3 separate regions of the Zea mays genome follow, and regions 2 and 3 are each linked to region 1. A link is a contact called in public Hi-C data. All regions are on one chromosome and are shown on one strand. The core of a region is the stretch at or near the end of the contact, and the rest is flanking DNA. Distances in the headings are between cores, read along the strand shown. Region 1 holds the start of LOC100286294 (40S ribosomal protein S14). Region 2 has its middle 120 kb from the start of LOC100273774. Region 3 holds the start of LOC100191967 (amino acid permease).

What was found. A called contact is a pair of places that touch in the nucleus more often than the background predicts.
Region 2: a Hi-C map of tassel shows a contact between it and region 1, with 1.7 times the contacts expected there. The contact joins the enhancer-like site here to the promoter of LOC100286294 in region 1. A contact is called at or near these places in 2 of 25 Hi-C or Micro-C datasets (ear and tassel).
Region 3: a contact with region 1 is called in a Hi-C map of root tip, with 7 times the contacts expected there. The contact joins the promoter of LOC100191967 here to the promoter of LOC100286294 in region 1. A contact is called at or near these places in 11 of 25 Hi-C or Micro-C datasets (bundle sheath, ear, endosperm and 3 more).

What each region holds. Positions count from the first base shown.
Region 1 is chr9:99,142,113-99,146,961 of Zm-B73-REFERENCE-NAM-5.0, reverse strand. LOC100286294 (40S ribosomal protein S14) reads left to right here and starts at 2,598. Exons shown (of 6, transcript NM_001159181.2): 1 at 2,598-2,804; 2 at 3,577-3,696; 3 at 3,776-3,821; 4 at 3,904-3,989; 5 at 4,124-4,253; 6 at 4,382-4,691. The coding sequence starts at 2,802. The coding sequence ends at 4,449.
Region 2 is chr9:98,925,056-98,929,904 of Zm-B73-REFERENCE-NAM-5.0, reverse strand. No RefSeq gene overlaps it. Among protein-coding and RNA genes, the nearest start is that of LOC100273774, 120 kb to the right of the region's middle. Within about 2 kb of position 2,659, at least 15 of the 20 cell types and tissues checked have an H3K27ac peak or open chromatin away from gene starts, as enhancers often do. A contact at or near this core is called in ear and tassel, where this site is marked.
Region 3 is chr9:99,328,434-99,333,282 of Zm-B73-REFERENCE-NAM-5.0, reverse strand. It overlaps LOC100191967 (amino acid permease), which reads right to left and starts at 1,896. Exons shown (of 1, transcript NM_001137391.1): 1 at 1-1,896. The coding sequence starts at 1,473. The coding sequence ends at 10.

The DNA.
Region 1 (4,849 bases), core at 1,349-3,848:
TTCTTATGTTGTTTGGCATCCCTTTAATTTGCGATGAAGGAAACACCCACATCACTATTGATAGAGGACGAGGCCCGATCTTTCGTGAGATATGATAACTTGATTAGGTGGAGATCTCGACGTTGATAATCCAAGGCTCTGAGCGAACAGATCCCCGCAATCACTACACCACTGCTCCGTTGGTTATCACCCGTGACACACGAGTGACCTCCAAAAAGACTTATTCATGTAAGCGCAATCAAGGACACAAGCAAAAACAAGAAGAACACAATCAAAACTGCATTGATCACGAGGTGGGATCTCACAAACCGATGAACGACGACATTGTTCGATGACAGATATGATCTAAGAAAATTCTGAACCCTAATGTGGCAGCTGATGCTGTTAAAATAGAGGTTAGGGGCGTGCACAACCCCTGAAGGTACCCCTAATGGCCTCCAACATGATACACGGCCCAACGCCCAACATACGGTGTCGCAGGACCATAACTGGGCCGACGCATATGTGTGTGCTGGAGCGATGGAGATAACTGGGTCGATCGCAAGGGTTTTGGCCCAATTGACGTTTTATCCCTTTTTTTTCTTATTTCCAATTTCATTCTCCTTTTTAATTATTCAAGTTTGAATATGATTTCAAATGCTAATATGGTTTGAACTCCTTTTAAATTTAAATGCTGTAGGTAAAGAAATTCCAGGATGAATGCAACAGTTCATACAGGGGGTGTTTGGTATAGCTCAACTTTATGAACTTTATAGTTGAGTATCTCTCTGCTGAGCTTCTAAAGTGTTTGGCTTATAGACCGGATTTAGTTTCACTAAAATAAGATGTTCTTTATAAAGGTCTGATATACCCACAATCCAGTCGACCTCGCTCATGGACGCCATGGCCGTCGAATCAACCTCACGATAGTGCGAGCTGGTTCTATGCGGACGCGAGCTGTCCTACTGGGACAACACCCAAGCCACCAACCTCTGCGTCGCCATTGATGGCAAGGGCCTCTCCATGGTCGCGCTAAGCGCGTCCAGGCGAACACCACCTGCCACTAGGCGGCTACTCGTTAGTGGTTGAGAGCCCAGTGCTTGATTCTTCCGTGCAGCAGCAGCTTCCCTCGGCGAATCCATGGCGGCTGGATGAGAACGAAGGAGACCCGGTGTCGTACGCAAGCAGGAGGGAAGGAAACAAAATAAAAGAATGTATCGTTTTTAATGTAATCTGTGGCAATAGTGGGTAAATATTCTATAACTTCACGAGTTTATTAGAAAACATGGTTAGTGAAGCACCCTTTTTACTGCTTTGTTAAAAATACGAAGTTAGCCCCAACTTTACCTATTTTTGTAAAGCTGAGCCATTGAAGCTGGAAGTGTTTGGGTACAATTTTATAGAGCTAAGCTAGATTTCATAAAGCGAAACAGTTTTAAACACCCCATAATTTATATATTTTTTAAGTTAATGACCTAATCATGAGAACTTACATGTTAAATAAATACGAAAACACATCACATATAGTTTGTACTAATCCTATTTTTAACTGAATTTGGGTATTACATAATTGTAGTGATAAGTTTCCAAATATATGAACAATAATTGCATATGTTAGAAGTTTAAAATTGTAGTGGCATGGATCAAAATAACCTAAATTTTAATTGTATATCTGTTCTAGTACATCACTGCATTGGGGTGTACAATGTGGGTGTAAATTTATTTATTTAGAGGACATATCTGGTATACATGGAAGTTTAGTGCACATATTAAATCATCACTATTCATGTTAGATCTAACGTCTCTGGTTGATCATTGCATTTTACAAATAATACCTTCCACCACTACACCCACCACATCGGAGGGCGTATTTAGCAAAATATATCAAACAACTAGAGACGTTAGATGTAAGATGAGTGGTGCCGATTTAATATGTGCACCATATGCACTAAACTTCCATGTGCCCGAGATATGTTGTCATTTATTTATTCCCTCGGTACGGAGACAACCACTTGTCAATTATCACAACCGATCCCTCAAAATTTAGCTCACTATCCCCTCAAATAAAAGTCTCTCATCCTAACTTCTTAACACACTTTAATTGATCCTCTAAATTATCTTTCTATTTTATATTATATTATTATAGACAATAATGAGGCTTTGTGCATATGAAGGTTCAAGAGAGAAGAATGAGAGAGCCCCTCATCTATTGATGGATGATGTAGAGAAGTTGGGTTAAATTGGAGTTGCTCTTAATGTAAAACCCAATTGTGACAAAAAGTACACACGTAAACACATTCTTAAGACCTTGTTTAGATTTAGGAATAGATGTAGTTTTATTTGAAAAATATTTGGTTATATGCGACGAGAGCGAGACAAATAGAATGTTATAAATTGTAGATACAAAACATTGTCTGGCGATTCATACAATCATCTTTTATCTCTTACCCTAAAATTTTAGATAGTCTTATATTAAAAAGTGATGAAATGTCTGAGACAAGGCGGTGAAGATTATAGAGGCTAAATGGACTGTATATCCAGCCCAGATAGCCCAAAGATTTTCAGCCCGTTGGTTGTCCAAGCCACCAAATTACAGGGACGGTCCTAGTGTAAGAACTGTGGCCCAGTGGCAGCAAAAGAAGAGCGAGGGCAAAAGAACTTGCGTTGAGTAAAGGTGGGACTAAACCCTAGCGAGCTGCGGCCTAGTATATAAATGAGCACCACGCGTCTGTCGTCCTTCTGAAGTTTCGGCGGCGGCGTAGGTAGCGGCGGTCTCAACCCCAGGCGAGCTCGGCTCCGGTCACCCGTCGATCCACGCAACCATGGTAAGCGATCCTCTTCTCGTCTGGTTAAGGTTAGTTCGCGGATTAGGCGCAAGCACGGTAGCGGTGGGGGTTCCTGAGAGCGTAGATTTGCTTTGGAAAGTTGTTGATTGGAGCTTATGCTCTGTTGGCTGCTGCATCGCAACCGTGCTTTGTCTTTCGCCGAATTAGCTGACTGTAACGTGTGCTCCTAGATTGAAGACCTAGGTGATGTGCTGGGGCAATTTTGTTGCGAATCTACGCGATGTATCAGTGTTCTAGGTTAAGATGTTTAGCTGTCAAATGTAATATTTGGGATGCGCAGTTAATACCGTGACTATGGAAGTATTGATATGACTAGAGTTAGGGATGCTGATTACCTACTACTTCCGAGCTAAAGAGTTAGAGATGCTGATTGCCTGGGGTCTTGCTTGGGGTTGAATTATTTATGAAACTTGGTCTGTTCACAATATATATCCTGATGGTAGTCTTGTTTTAGTACTTGACACGATTGGCTTGATTAGTATACCGAGACTGATTCGCTGTTGAATTGCTTCTGTCAATGTTCACTCTATGAATCCTAGTTAGTTTTTTTCTTAGTGTAAATCCACCGACAGGCTATTTATTCTCACTATATTGTGTTCAACTAGTATGGCCTTTTGATTCTGTTAGGCTACTAAAATCACAACATGTGTTATGAACTCAGGTTCACTCATTGTGCATGGTGAAATTGTTTCTGGTGGTTGTTAACACGACAATAAATTCGATGTCATCTGATAGTAGTATATGTTTGCAGTCGAGGAGGAAGACCAGGGAGCCCAAGGAGGAGAACGTTACCCTTGGACCCACTGTCCGTGAAGGAGAGTTTGTCTTTGGTGTTGCTCACATCTTTGCATCCTTCAATGACACCTTCATTGTGAGTGCTATATGTTTTTCCCTTTGTATGAGCCTTTTCATTATCTTTCCCATTGTAACTGTGATGGTGTAATATGCAGCATGTCACTGATTTGTCTGGGAGGGAAACTTTGGTTCGGATCACTGGTACCATCCTACAACCTGGGTTCATACTTGACCTAGATGTCAAAAGTATTTAGTTTTAACTATTGTGTGCTAAACTATGTAGGTGGCATGAAGGTTAAGGCTGATCGTGATGAGTCGTCTCCTTATGCTGCTATGCTTGCTGCTCAAGATGTTGCACAGCGTTGCAAGGTATTTGTAGTGAAGCCTGGAATTTCGTCTGTGTATCCAAAGATGATGTTTGCTTAATTAAATTGAAGCTTAGGATTATGTAAGGCTGCTTAGGTTGCTGTGGGCAGATAAGTGACTTGGTCTTGTGTCTTCAGGAGCTCGGTATCACCGCGCTGCACATTAAGCTTCGTGCAACTGGAGGCAACAAGACCAAGACCCCTGGACCTGGTGCTCAGTCTGCTCTCAGGGCTCTTGCTCGTTCTGGGATGAAAATTGGACGCATTGGTAAGAAATCGTAATCTTGCAAGGGCTAGCCGTACCGGTTTGCCCCATTTCAATGAAGTTGTGCTAGCTATCATAACTGGGCACCTCATTGTTTCTGTTTGTTAATGCAACATTCGTGTTATGTGCAGAGGATGTTACCCCGGTTCCCACTGACAGCACTCGCAGAAAGGGTGGTAGGAGGGGAAGGAGGCTGTAGGCGTGTATCCTTGCTATTTGCCATCACTTTGCACTGGCCTCTGGGTAGCGTTGCTGTTTATTAGCTTGCCAAAAGGAGTTTTAATTTTGCTCATTTTGCTCTATGTCGAGGATCATTTACTGTTAGCCGAATCTATGATGTGCATTGATAATGTTTTGGTTGAGGAATTGACAATTATGCTAGTTTTGCTGCCCCGCGGATCTGAGCATGCTTTCCGAATACGAGCGTGTTGTGTGGAGAAATAGTTTCTCTGGAACTGTGGATGTTTGCCTGCCTGCAACGTAGCCCATCGTGCAGCGTAGACAGGAGAGGTGCTGGAGATCGATAGAGTTCAACAGCGTAGGAGATGCAGTGGCTGGTTAGTGCACGACTTCTAGCCCGCACTATAATTTTGCGTGGG
Region 2 (4,849 bases), core at 1,410-3,909, 220 kb after region 1:
GAATGCATTTTTGTATTCCTCGGATTCTTGCATCCGAATCTGATGGTACCCCACTGTGAGATCCAAACTAGTGAAGTATTGTGTGCTAGCTAATTCTTCCAAAATTTCCTCCACTAAGGGCATGAGAAATTTGTTCTTAATGGTAAGATCATTAAGCTTCCTATAATCCACACAAAAACGCTAGGACCCATATTTTTTCTTTACTAACAAAACTGGTGAGGCAAAAGGACTGGTACTGGGAGTTATAAAACTAGCTTGCAGCAATGTAGTAACCTGCCTTTCTATCTCGTCTTTGTGAAAAGGTGAATACCTATAGGGCTTGGAGTTGACAGGTACTGAACCAGGTCTTGGGGGTATGCAATGATCAAATGGCCTAATTGGTGGTAGATGGGTAGGAACATTAGACAATTCAGCAAACTCTTGCAGCAGCAACTGAATATCAGCTTCATTAACTTGAAACTACACTTGAAGTGTTGATACCTCCTGAATGGTTGAACCCGAGTGGACATCATCCCCATATAAGATCACCTCCTGTCCAGCATCTCGAAACTGCAGCACCTTGTGTACCCAATCACATTCTATAGGGCTATGCTGCATCAACCAATCATAACCCAATATAGCATCAAAAGCTTCTAAAGGCAGTACTCTCATGTCAGTATGGTAGAAATGCCCATGAAACCACCATTCAACATTTCTAACCATAGAGTTGCAAATCATTTTGTGTCCACTAGCCACCTTCACTTGTACAGTTGGGCACTCTTCCACCTGCAACTGTAATTGTTTAGCCATGTGTTCACTGATGAAAGTGGAGGAACTGCCTGAATCCACCAACATTAGCATCACTTGTTTGCCCATAATAGACCTCACTCTCATACTGTAAATACTGTCAGAACCTGATATGGCCTGAAAGGACAGATGACAGCACACCTCTCTTTGTTCATCTTCTTGTTCCAACGTCTGTAAAACTTCATCAGTCAACACCTCTGGTTCCTCCTCATCCACCACAACATTTAACTGAACTGGCCCTCTTTTGGCACATTTGAGAATGTGGCCAGGCTCAAATTTCTCTCCACATGCATAACAAAGTCCATTAACTCTACGGTATTCCCTGAGTTGCCTCTCTCGAGATAAATCTCCACAGTCTGCTGGACCCTACCTTCTCCTCTATTGCTAATTGGATACTGTTTAGCAACATTCCCCTGTCTAACTCCTTTAGGTCTGCTTTTATCTAGCACCTCCTGTTGCATTTGAGCCAGCAGTACAGCCTTGTCCACAGTATCAGGTTGATGCATCTGAACCACACCTTGAATTTCCAACTTCAATCCATATATAAATTGTGTAACAAAAAACATCTCATCTAGCAATGGGTTAAGCATGGAGGCCATATACCGAGCCTGATCAAACTCCCCTACATAGTTCTCTAGAGTATCCACTTGTTTGAGACTCCTTATCTTCCTGAGTGCTTTGGCATAAGCATTCGCGCCAACTTACTCTCCATCGCTTGCACAAACTCTTGCCAATTCCTCATACCTAGACGCAGTTTCTGAACTTGCCACCATCGAGCAGCATTCTTCTCCATGTGAATAGAAGCAGCAGATACCCAAAGTGGTTGTGGAACTTGGTACATATGAAAATACTCCAAACACTTATCTACCCAAACCACCGGATCCTCTCTAGCAAACTTGGGAAACGACATCTTGGGTAATACCCGATTTGCTCCCTGCATGTTCATCCTCTCATCATGTTGTCTTCCTATCATCAGACCTTGATGATTCCTCCGTTGCGTCTCCCGCTCTTGCTGCTCTCCCTGAACAAAGTTGTTCAGGGTGTCTTCCTCCATCCCGATTTCCCGGACCCTCCGAAGTGCCTTCCATATCTCTTCCCATCTGTTCCAAGCGCATCTGAGCGATCTCCCTTCTAGTCTCTTCCATCCTCACATACAACTCGTTTCTCTCCTCTGCCGCACGCTCTGTAACTCCTGCTGCCGGATCAACTTGAGTCATGAGTTGGAGTTGAACCTTCTGCACGTCCTTCACTTGCCCCGTCAACACCTCCAATGACTCCAGCACTTGACTCCATCGATCCTGCGTAGCACGATCCGTTTCCGCCATCGCTTCGAGCACGAAGCGTGTCTGAACAGATGGCTTCGCTTTGGGAGCCGTGCTGCCCACCGCCGGAGATCGACGACCTCTGATACCAATTGACACCCGTGGTCGCGCGGTGCGTCGCCGCCGACGTGAGCGATCACGGTGATCACCGGAGAGAACCGGAGGACGCAAGGTAAGTGGCTGGAATTGTTTCTGTTTCTTATTTCTTTCGTAAAACACAAATCTGCGGTTCACCTCCCTTTAAACGATGCATTTCGTAAAACACAAGTCTACGGTTCACCTCCCTTTAAAGGATGCACTCACGCAGGCCAACATGACCAGGCCGACACGGCCACCAACACACACAATGGCCTACCTAGCCCACGACACCCGGCAATTCAACAAATGAAAAATATTACTTCCTCTCATGTCCACTCTCGACGCCTGCACTGCATCCATCACGCGGGCACCACCGTGCTGACAGTGAGCAGGCGAGGGGTAGGTGGGGCGACAGCGTTCCCACGGGCCAAGTCTGCGGCCGAAGAGACGATAAACGGCGGCCTTGTAGTACCTGCGTACAGGGCACTGGCTGGATGTTGAAGGGCCCTGACGAGTGGGACCGTCTGTAAGAGGGAGAGGGAGATGGTGAGCAAAAGGTAAATGACATGTGGGACCTCACGTACATGGAAGGGAAGGAAAAGGGAAATGACGTGGGGAGTGGCTGGGCCACTTGGATTGGCTGAACGCATGTCGGTCCATTTCTAACTTTTCCAAATTCATTTCTCCATATACAAATACATATATCTATATATTCCAAAAACAAATTAGGATAGATATAATATTTTCATCAAAATAAATACATGTTTCGAGAATAAGATTATTAAACTATTTATTTTATTTTCATAAAAAAGAATTCATCAATAAATAAATCCAACTTTAATGTATAAATATATATATTTCCAAAATTAGAATAATTTCAAAAAAATATTATTAACAAATTAAAATGCATAGTTTAAGAATAAGATTTCAACAACTCATTGTTATTTTATAAAATGAGATTGTCTTCACGAGATCAATTCCAAAAATTGAATATAAACTTAAATCAAGCAAAACATATGTTTGGCATGAATGCACCAAACACTAGACAAAATTTTATCTAATTAAGAAATTGCTCAATTTATTTATATGACCATTTCATTATTTTAAAACATAAATATTTTTCTTTCTACTAGAAATTAATAATATAAACTAGGTTGTATTCAATTGGTGGATTTAGGATGTTACACATTAGCACTGAGAACCAGCTAACTGATATCTTCACCAAGCCTTTAGATGAGAAAAGGTTTTGTAGGTTGCGTAGTGAGTTAAATGTCTTAAATTCGTGGAACTTGGATTTATCTATAGCATACATATGTTTTATGTCTTTGATCATGTTCTTGTAAGCATTTCTGTCTTTACTTATTTTGGTGCTCAAGTTGTACATGTCATTCATGGGCCTCATAAGTCCCTATGCAAATGATGCACATGTTTAGGGGGGATGTACTACAACTTGACCTTTTGAGACTAATGTGTTCGCTTGAGTGGTTTTGATATAGTCTTAAAGATGGGTTGAAAGGGAACAGGTGGACTTAGACAACGAAGAGGCTTCCACTGCATTCCAGTATCAATGTATCTTGTTCCAAGTCCCTATCTGTGTTTTCTCATTGCCTTTGGTTTTAACTTGCAAGTTTTGGTGAGGCAATGTGGTTAAAAAGGGCCAATTTGTTCTTTTGTTTTTGTTGGAACTATGCTTCGTCGTCGAAGGTCTTGTAGGAAGAAGCGGCTTTTGGCTGAAGCTGTTTGTATGAGATGGCCGAAGGTTCCTCTTCATGAAGCTTCGGTATTACAAACCGACTTAAAGATAGAATGACCTTTTAGTCCATAAAGGTCTGAGTCAATGTTGTAAACTTTTATGAGGGGCATAATTGTAATTCTTCACAGGCTGTGTCCTGTGTCTATAAATAGTGAACAGTATTCCTTTACTGTTCACGCATTCTGGTAATTGCAATCGCATCATTCGGGAATCAATCTTTGCCAAGGCAGAGCATTTGAGAACAAGTCCCCAACATTGGCGCCCACCTCCGGTGAACTCACTTCCACTTTTTTGAGCTGATGGCTTCGTTCAACGATCAAGCTGGAGTTGCTTCGGCTCTGAAGCTGCTACTCCCGATAACAGGCGGTTCATGTTCAGAGCCAGCCAACAAGAAGCAGAAGAAGGAAGCACAGAGAAGGGTACAGCATGTCGGGGTGCAAGGACCCTTCATCAAGTCAAGATGGTCTCACATTCCTATTACCTTCTCCCAAGAGGACCTTCAACTCAAGGATTACCCACACAACGATGCCATGGTTATCTCTTGTGTTATTAAAGGATTTCTGGTCCATAATGTCTTGGTTGATACAGGCAGTGCAGCTGATATCATATTTGCTAAGGCCTTCAGGCAAATGCAAGAGCCAGAAGATAAGATTCATGATGCTACACACCCTCTCTGTGGCTTCGGAGGAAGACAGATTGTAGCACTGGGCAAGATCACCATGCCAGTGACCTTCGGATTCATCAACAACACTAGAACTGAGCAAGTTGTGTTTGACATTGTTGACATGGAGTACCCTTACAATGCAATTATTGGTCGTGGCACCCTTAATGCTTTCGAAGCAATTCTTCATCCTGCTTACCTTTGCATGAAGATACCTTCGGATCAAGGACCCATCGCTATTCATGGAAG
Region 3 (4,849 bases), core at 647-3,146, 190 kb before region 1:
TTGGGGAGGTCATTCAGACTTACTCTTCAAGGTGTATACATTTCCAACGACTCCGATGACGCTAACAAGAATTGATAGCCCCAGCAAACCAAGCGCAAGGAGCCTCTCCCCATGTCCCAAGTGACTCCCTTCCTTGTCCAGCCTCAATGCCACCAGGGCCGGGAACATGAAACCCAACGCCAGCCCTGTGGTAGCTCCGGTGAACTTGAAGGCCATCCAGATGTTGGGTATCATTGTCGAGCCAAGGTAGATGAGTGCTAGAAGCACCACTGTCAATGTGAATGTTCTCTTCCTGCTAGGGGTTGCCAGCTCCCCGAAGATCAGCGCCTCCACTGTCTGCCTCAGCGAGAAGTGGACAACTGGGAAGACGAGGACCAGGTGGATGACATACCCTATCCTGACAATGTAGTTGAGCAGAGAGCTGAATCTTATCCCGAGATCCTTGTCGAAGTTGGTGAGCACGTCGGACTCGGTGTCCTCGCCGAACAAGAGGTACCCCGAGAGGGCAGTCAGGGCATACACCGCCACGCATAGCACGGTGCTGATCCTGCCAACCTTGTACATGTTCTGTGGTGTCTTCTCCTTGAGCTCGTTGTAGATCGGCTGCACATTGAAATGGCAGATGAAGGCATTAGTCATGATGGGTATCACGACGAGCAGGTCCAGCATTGCTGCACGGGAGCTGAAATCTGGACCCATCCTCGGCATACTGATCTTGCCCTCGGCGATCTTGATCAAAGCAATGATGCTGGACACCACCACAAACACAACGGCAAGGGCAACCGACGCGGCAGATGACATGCTCAGTGAGTCAATCTTCTCAAGCGCACACAATGGTGCGAGGAAGATGACAAGGACCACCAAGATCAGCAGCTTCCGGTTATCCCACTCGCCATGGCCAACCAGCTGATCCATGACGCCGATGTGCTTCAGTGACCCTGACATCACGTCTCCGATGATGATCAGATACACCACCAGGACCCCTGCGTTGTTGATGATGACGCACATCTGCGCCACGATGCTCGCCGGGCGGCCCATCGCCCTGTGCACGACCTCGCCGTACGATAGCGCGCGGCAGTGGGCCGAGAATCTCACGAGCAGCTCGACGGTGATCTCGGACAGGACCCCCATGACCAGGATCGAGACGAGCCCAGCGGCGACTCCGAGCACCTTCATGGTAGCCGGGAGCGCCATAATGCCGGCCCCGATGATGGATGTCGCGAGGTTGAACACGGCGGCGGTCACGTCGGACCCCTCTGGCGGCCCGGCAGGGCCGTCGCCGATGAGCGGCAGCTCGTCGTGCTCACCGGCCCCGCCGCCGTCGTCCTCCACCTCGCCCAAGAACGAATCCTGCCTGGAGATTTTAGCGTGGCCGTTGAGGACGCCATTGGCGGCGGCGCTAGATTTGGCCCCGTTGGGTTGGAGCTCGATGGAGGGGGAAGTCAATGGGAGAGCCGAGTAATTCGTATTCATCTCGCCTCTTAGCGCATCGAAGATGGATCAGAAAGCAAATAGGGAGATGGGAAATTCTTGGCAAGAGCGGATACAGGAACAAATTGTGCCGATTGAATCCTAATGCCTGAATCACCCACGGATGGAAGGAAAATCTCGCCCAATCTACAACTGAGAACACAAAATTGCTTGCTGTCGAAAGGGAGGAATGAGTGCCTATGCTATGCAGCAGGGGAGTCGGAAACCAAAACAACTATTTCCCTGCGGAGGAGATTGGGGGGAGAAGATGAATCTTGGTGAGCACCAAGGGCTTGGGAGTTGGAATTTGGGAAGCACCAAGAGGTTGGGGTTGCCGGGTTGGACTAAGAGGCAGGATTGGGGCGTTGAACTGTGGCGAGAGATCTGAGCTCTATCTCTCTTGCATATTTGTATTTTTTAATTTACTTCTGTCCCTCCTTCCGTGTTCTTCCTTCTCTCGGACGAAGAGTACTCTTAACAAAGAGAGCACAGTCAATTTACGTTAATTCCGAGTACGGATGGCTACACCAACCATGCAACTCCCGTGTTCTCCGATAGTACTATGACGTGTGGGTCCAGAATTAAATTGGACCATATGGCAGTGAGAAGTGTATGCCCTGGGCATGCGACGCGCAGATACAGCTCTTCGATCTGATTGGCCGGCAACCTGAAGCGGGAGCGGGACCCATTTGCTGGCTATTGGAACCACCTTCTGCCATCTGCCCTACCTGTCGGTGAGCAAAAATATCTTTCCTCCTCAAATTTGTAATTTTTGTACGAGCTTTTCAAAAACGAATTGAATCTCGATTGAATTCATTTTTTAGATTTTCAAGTTAATTTAGTGTTTTCACAAAACGTGAGTAAGTCTTCCATTGAATAATGCTATACTTCTTCCAAATAATACAATTCTAGCACAACGTTATATTTTAATTTTACATTTAATTAAATATACGTCAAATATTATCAATATTTGTTATATTAAATAGATACTTAAAATAAATGGCTTTTGTGTTATTATATTTATGATATCAATAAAATAAACAACAACAACATAGTTTTTGTCCCAACTAAGGCCTTGTTCGATTAATCCTGTTACCCATGGATTGGATGTGATTGGAAAAAATTAAGAATAAGTTTGACTTGCTTGAAATTTAAACCCACCCAATCCTACTTGTTGGGGGCCTTCATTCTCCAAAGGTCCTAAAAAATACGACTAACATGCTTTCCAGCATAGTACACTGTCACAGGAAGCTTCGACTTTAAGATGAAGGCGTGCATGGTATGCAAAAGCGTGATCTAGAAGAAGGATGGACCAACTCCGAAGCTGTGGCTGGAGAAGCTTCGGTTTAGCACAAGGACGATGACGGACAATGAAACCGACCTAAAAGAAAAAGACTGTTTAGTCCTCGACAACTTACCTTTTGGCTAACAGTGAATGTCAGGGACATGAATGTAATTTTGCCAAGGCTGCGTTCTGTGCCTATAAATAGATGAACAGTAACACCGTACTGTACACGCTGAATTGTAATCACTTGCACGTCACTCTTGTTTCATCACCTTCTGTCAAGCCGAAGGTACAATGTCATATAAATATCATTGGTATTTATTCATGTTTATATAATACAGAAGATGAATAATTTAACGATTCCAAATAATTATCCATATTCCCTTTGTGTTTATATGCTTCTGCTTATATTATTATTTATTAAGATGATGAAGCTTTGTCCTTCATGACCTTCGTCTGAAGATCATTATATCCTAAGGGAGATAATGATTCGAAGGATGAAGATCTTTAACCATTAACACTTGTGTTGCCTTGTTCTTAATTCATAGCATTTGAGAACAAGTGGCCAACATTGGCGCCCACCTCCGGTGAACTCGCTCGACCACTTTCGACAAGCTTTGACCTTCGTCATGCCGCCGAAGAAGTCATCAGGGCCATGGGCTGCACTGTAGCCACTGGACGTTAATCAAGAAACATTACGCGAAGCTAGGAGCCAGAAAAAGAAGGTTACCAGTCCAACACCTCAGGAGGAGGAGTTGGACCAATAAATCAGGGATCTCGAAGCCATCCATCAACAGGTTCAGAAGAAGAAAGAAAAGATGCTTCGTCTCACCGATCTTCAGAGGAAGATTGATGAGACCACTGAGGAAACACGTCATCTCACCCAAGATGACCAAGACCGAAGGCCTCAACACAGAGAACTTCGTCAAAACAATTCATACAACGATGATGAATGGTATGATGATTTCCATCATGGCAATTTTGCTTTTGATGATGCTTCTCCTCTAGCAGCAGAGTTGCAGGCTACCCCATGGCCCCCATCATACAATCCACCTCAACTTTCTATGTATGACGGGCACTCAGACCCGAAGCAGTTCCTAATGAGCTACGAGGCAACCATATCTTCATATGGGGGCAACACTGCAGTCATGTCGAAATCTTTCGTCATGGCAGTCAAAAGTGTCACACAAACTTGGTACTCTTCTCCCCGACCAGGGACAATCACATCGTGGCAGAAGCTCAAGGATATGCTAATCACTAGCTTCCAAGGCTTTCAGACGAAGGCCAGTCACTGCTCAGGATTTGTTTCAATGCACGCAAGACAACGAGGAGTAACTTCAGGCGTATGTCCGAAGGTTCCTGCGTCTGAGAGCACAAGCACCTACAGTGCCCAATGAAATTGTCATTGAGGCCATGATCAAGGGGCTTCGGCCGGGACCTACGACTCAGTATTTTGCCAGGAAACCCCCACAAACCCTGGAGAAGCTTCTTCAGAAGATGGACGAGTATATCTGGGCTGATAAAGATTTCCGCCAAACAAGGGAAGAAGCATACATGTTTTCTGAGATGACCAGGGGCTTTGGAGGAATAATTCACCCCAGGCACGTCAGATCGATCCATAATTCCAACCCAAGTGATGACAGAGGAAGTCAACCTCAAAGGCAGCAACACAACTCCCAGTCTTTAGGGCCACAACAAAGCTCCTTCAGGCCACCAGCCCCAAGGGGCAGAGGCGGCATAAGCTTCAGAGGAAGATACAGAGATTAGCCCAGAAGACTATACTGCTTATTCTGCGGTGAAGACAAGGGCCACACCACAAGAACATGCAAAGTCACAATTCAGAAGCAAAAGGAGATTGCCGAAGCTGAGGCACGACAGAATCAGCCAAAGCAGGTCCTACACATACTGCCTCATGCTATTCTTCCTATGTCCCAGAGTATGTAGGTAATCAACAGCCTACGACCTCTATTGCTTCAGCGAGCCATTCTCAAGCTTCCTGGGCTCAGCTCCCACCACCACCACCACTACCACCTACTCTTACCCGAAGCCAGCAACTAGAAGGGCACCATCACGCTCAATAGCAGCGCGACTTCC